2 separate regions of the Capra hircus genome follow, and region 2 is linked to region 1. The links are chromatin contacts, called in public Hi-C maps. All regions are on one chromosome and are shown on one strand. Each heading gives the region's core, a stretch centred on a gene start, on an enhancer-like site or on the middle of the called end of the contact. The rest is flanking DNA. Distances are from core to core; before and after follow the strand shown.

Region 1 (2,700 bases), core at 106-2,605:
GTCTGTTAAGAGCCTTGGGGGCCCCTTTTATATAAATGAGCATTTACAAAATGCTGGGTTAAAAACTGAGAAAAAGCAGTTAGCCCTTTTAGGTTGCTGACTCCTCCCTTCACTTTTGCCTGCAGAATTTTATTAAACTGCTAAAGTCACATTTCAAAATAACTTGAAATTATTATAATATATTATATTATTATCCTGCCTCGCCTCAGTATATTTAGTTCTCAGAACTGGAGTGTGGAGATAAACACAAGACTGATCCCAGTGGCCCAGGGATCTGGGTTTCTTTTCAGAACCTCCTGCTCTCTCGGCCGTACCAGAGAGCTGAGCTACCAGAACTATCAAATGGTTTAGCTACAACAAGAGTTAAATTGTGCTCTAGGTTGGAAAAATTGACCTGGTTTAAATATTGGCAGGAAGGGTGGCGGGGGTTCAGCTAAGGTTGTCTACCCTTTGTTAACCACTGACTTAGCAAACGAACAGTGCTGGGCTGTGAACGTCCTGAGAACACCGGCTAGGGTTCTGCTCCCCACTTGCCCAGAGCAGGGATCATCGTATTTGTTAGCTGATTGAAGGAAGGTTAAGATAAGTCACAGGTGTCTTGGCCATGTCCCTTCACCATTATCTCTATAGCTGTTAAATAAATAACCCAGGGAAAGGGCTGAGCCTGAAACCTGGGGGCTCTGAGACAAAGACAAGGCTGAGCCTGCAGGCCCAGGGGTCTGGGTTTCTTTCCAGAAGGTCATGAGTCTCTGGCAGTGGTTCAGGAAAGCTGCCACGTTTTGTTAACTGGGCATTACAAAGAAGTCACAGAGGCTGCCACCACTTGAAAGGCTTGGAGAACAAAACCAAAAACGGGCCCCTGTTAGCCAACATTTCCCAGCAAGGTTCAGCTGTTTATTGGTGCTGAACTGGAAAGCATGGAGAGGGGCCCAGCTGCCTTGGGCAGGATGGAGTTGGGGGAGGTTGTTGACAAAATACATGTAGTAACCATTCAGGGAAGACCCCCAAGAGAAGGATTTAATTTTCCTTAGGTCTGAGGTCAATGGCCTCTACAGTAAGTAAGGGACAGGATTTAAATAGTAAAATTGAGAGAGGCCGAGGTGGGGAGTGGGGCTGCAGCGCGCCGGGCCACGGGGGTAGGAGCGGGAAGGGAGGGGTGAGAGTGTGAAGGAGAAGGGGGCTTGTGGCAAGTGGTGGGGAGAAGAACTGGACTCACGTAAGGGCTGTAGTGGAGAGGCGAGAGGAAGAGACCTGGGAAATTAAGTTTCCTGCAGAGTATAGTGGGGATTGCAGCTGCTGAGCAGGGATTCTGGAAAGCCGTGTGTACCTGAGCCCCCAGCATGGCGGGCCTAAAGCAGAGGGCAAGCCAGGTGTGCCCCGAAGAGCACGGTGAGCAGGAGCGCAGGCTGTACAGCCTGCACCGCATGTCTGACAGCGTGGGCACCCACCTGACACACAGAGACGTGCGCGTTCTTTCCTTTCTCTTTGTTGACGTCATTGATGACCACGAGCGGGGCCTCATCCGAAATGGACGTGACTTCCTACTGGCGCTGGAGCGCCGGGGCCGCTGTGATGAGCGTAACTTCCGCCAGGTGCTGCAGCTGCTGCGCATCATCACTCGCCATGACCTGCTGCCCTACGTCACTCTCAAGCTGAGACGGGCTGTGTGCCCTGATCTTGTAGGCAAACACCTGGAGGAGACATCAGTTCGCTATGGGACACCCAGAGCCCTCAGCGACCCAGAACCGAGGCCTCCCCACCCCCTAAAACAGCGCCTCCCCACTGTCCTGTGGTGTGCTGCCCTACTTCGGGCCCTCAGATGTGTAGCAAGCGGCCAGCTCGAGGGAGAGCCACACTTGGGAGCCAGCGGAAACGCCGGAAGTCAGCCACACCAGACCCCAAGGAAAAGCAGACATGTGACATCAGGCTGTGGGTCCAGGCTGAGTACTGCCAGCACGAGAGCGCTCTGCAGGGCAACGTCTTCTCCAACAAGCAGGACCCACTGGAGCGCCAGTTTGAGCGCTTTTAACCAGGCCAACACCATCCTCAAGTCCCGGGACCTGGGCTCCATCATCTGTGACATCAAGTTCTCTGAGCTCACCTACCTCAATGCATTCTGGCGCGACTACATCAACGGCTCCTTACTAGAGGCACTTAAAGGTGTCTTTATCACAGACTCCCTCAAGCAGGCTGTGGGCCATGAAGCCATCAAGCTGCTGGTGAACGTGGACAAGGAGGACTATGAGCTGGGCTGACAGAAACTCCTGAGGAACTTGATGCTGCAAGCATTGCCCTGGCCTTTTCCCCTTCTCACTTCTCTGGGGACTTCTCACCACCCACCTCTGGAGCTTACATACTGTTCTGGGGTTTGTTCTCTAGCCTTCCAACTGATCACACCCCTGCCTTTTTTTTTTTAAAGGAAAAGACAAAAGAAAAATGGAAGTGGTGTCCCCCACCCCTCCCTGCACCCATGTGCCTGGCTTCCCTTTGTTCCCCTTTTCCACTTACCCCCTCATGTGTGTCTCTACAGTCACCTTGCCACTGAGCCGTAAGACAAATGTGTAGGGAGAAGCAAAGTCTATAGGTCATAGTCTTTCTAACGGATTGAAGTGATCACTGCTTTTGGGTGCATTGAGGGGTTATCAGTACTTCGGGCTTTATGAGGGCTCTTAAACTTTGTCTGAAAAACCAAAGGGCTGT
Region 2 (2,700 bases), core at 168-2,667, 68 kb before region 1:
AAATGCAGAAAAATTAAAATAAAAATTCCTCAAATTCCAAAGGAAAAAAAAAATAGTGCTGCTGTTGAGAAATCTTAACTTCACCCTTATCAGTGCCTGATAGAACCAAGCTTTTCATTTCCCTGATTTCTAATAAACTGGCCATCCCTTAAAACATTTATTGGTCATTCAGGTTTCCTCTTCTATGCATTGCCTGTTCATTTCCTGTGTTCATTTTCTAAGACTTTATTCAGTCTTTTTTTTCTTTTTCAGTAATCAGGGCTCTTTATATTAGTTCTTCTCAAACTATCTTTGGTGAAAGACTGGTTCATTTCTACCTAGTTGGTCATGGACCAGCATTCTTAGAAAACACACACACACACAAAATAGAACAATGATCATGGCTTGGATGCTGAAGAATATGAAACTGCTATAAAAGATTTTTAACACTTATTCTCAAGCTCTCTATTAATTTCACTACAGAAAGATGAACCTTTTGTGAACTTGTACCAGTCCTTTCAATCCCAATGCTTTGAGTGTGTGTTTGTGTGTGTGTGTGTGTATAGACTATATGTAAATATATATCACTTTTTTTCAATAAGTATCTTGTCTTATAACTTCATCCAAGGTATCCTTTGCATGCAAACATTTTAATATTCTGGTGCAATCAAATTTAGCAGCTTTTTATGGCTTTTCCTTTCTGTATTTTGTGTAGGAGGACTTTCTCTACCCCTGTATTTTCTTCTAATACTTTCAGAGGACTCCCTTCCCTCCTTCCTCCCTGGACAGTTTAATGCATGGGTTGGCACCATGAGTTTTACTGGAATACAGCCAAGTTCATTCATTTATAAATTGTCTATGACTGTTTTTGTCCTGTGATGGCAGCATTGGCAGCTATGACAGAGACCATATGGCCTGCAAGGTTTGTTGACCATCTACTGAGAAAGCATTTCTATGAATAGTACAGGCTAGGCAGGTGCCTGATATTATAGTAGGTAATTAGCAAAGGAAAGAAAGAGCTACTACTGAAGACCCCTCCCACACCTAGGGGAGATCCTTTAACCAGTTGTGCGTGTGTACTTGTATATGTTCCAGTTAATAAGTCATGTCAGACTCTTTCAGGACCCCATAGACTGTAGCCTGCCAAGCTCCTCTGTCCATGGAATTTTCCAGGCAAGAATACTGAAGTGGGTTGCCATGGCCTCCTCCAGGGGATCTTCCCGACCCAGGGATCAAACCTGTGTCTCCTGCATTGCAGGCAGATTCTTTACCACTGAACCAACAGGGAAGCCCCTTTAATCAGTTAAGATATTCTAAACCCCAGTTCTGTGTGGGATGCACTTTCTGGGCAACAGATATCCTATTGCAGTTAAGACTCTCAGCCGGGTCTGCCTTTCCAAATGTCTGCTTCTGTAACCAACACGTCATGTTGAAGGAATGACTGTAAATTGGTTTCAGATTGAAAACAAATGTTTTCACACAGGAACATCACTTTCCTGCACAGTTTCCTTTAATCCAACCTTTGGGAGGATTTCAGACTAAAAAGAATAAGCCAGGGAAAGAACCTGACAGGATGAAAATGCTTTTTCCTTTCTGGAAATATTTTTCTCCCCAGAACAACAGGAGTCATATGAAGTGTCATGTTTCTGATGCAGACTCAGACTCTGGAGTTTGGGGCTGAGCAAGAAAACTTGGTTAAGCAGGATAAACACTACTAGTGGAGGCTCTGAACTCAGCTTCCCAACCAATCTCAAGCTTTCCTACCAAATACCAGGCTTCTCTCTTCAGTCCAGCTGCCATCCCAGTATCATCTGAGAGAGAGACATCCTAGGATATTTAAGGGTTGACAATAAGGAACATGTTTTGTACATGAAAAGATAAACTAGTTTCTCAACAACGAGCAGGTAGAAACTAAAACCCACAAAGTCTGGCTTCAGTAAAACAGCAGGATAAAGCTTACTGAAGCATTACCACTGGAACTGGTATGATTTTTGAGAAGTTACTTTGAGAGATCTTGTCAAATTTTTCCTTGTTAGCCAGAAATCAATCTGGTGGTTTTTATTAAACAAGTACCCTTTCATTGCTATTATATAAAGAGACATTCATGTAAAGACCATTCCAAGTTTACCTGTATGTATGGGGTAAAGATGGATTTGTTCTCCATGTTGTGATACTCTAGTAAGGGGCCCTTCTGAAGCTTTAATCTATTCTTTAAAGAGAAATAAGCCTTATTTTATATGGAATTCACTGCCCCACAAGATGTGGCAAGAATAATGGTGAGGCTCATCGATAAATCATCAATGACAGACCCCCAGGGTCACTGTGGGTGACAAGCAAGTGACTAGTAACCATGGTATATGCTTATTTATTTCTCTGAGATCCTTCAACCCTTGTACCAAGACTGGTCGTGGTACATCATCCACAGACAGCTCTGGGCCGGGTGGCCCCACGGGGTGGCCTGGAACAGCTAAGTGGGGTTCTTTCCTGGGTAGCAGGAGAAATGAGACAGCGAGTGGGGGGCAGGGTGACACTCACCACATAATCCATGACACCAGCACCATGGTCGCCTCATTGAAGGCATTGAAAAAACGAATGAGCTCTTCTCCTTCAGAGCCGAGTTTCTTCAGGGCCACTCCTAATACCAGGGCAAAAAGGACCAATCCTAAAATGTTCATCCCTTCAATTTCGGTGCCAATGGGGATCTGTAGGATCAGAGGGGAT

The links. A called contact is a pair of places that touch in the nucleus more often than the background predicts.
Region 2: a contact with region 1 is called in a Hi-C map of blood, with 2.2 times the contacts expected there. The contact joins two enhancer-like sites. A contact is called at or near these places in 3 of 5 Hi-C or Micro-C datasets (all in blood).

Annotation. Positions count from the first base shown.
Region 1 is chr11:63,060,131-63,062,830 of ARS1.2, reverse strand. It overlaps the pseudogene LOC102179207. Among named protein-coding and RNA genes, the nearest start is that of SLC1A4, 52 kb to the left of the region's middle. Within about 2 kb of position 1,355, at least 1 of the 5 cell types and tissues checked has an H3K27ac peak or open chromatin away from gene starts, as enhancers often do.
Region 2 is chr11:63,128,633-63,131,332 of ARS1.2, reverse strand. SLC1A4 (neutral amino acid transporter A) reads right to left here. Exons shown (of 9, transcript XM_018055426.1): 4 at 2,515-2,681. Among named protein-coding and RNA genes, the nearest start is that of SLC1A4, 16 kb to the right of the region's middle. Within about 2 kb of position 1,417, at least 1 of the 5 cell types and tissues checked has an H3K27ac peak or open chromatin away from gene starts, as enhancers often do.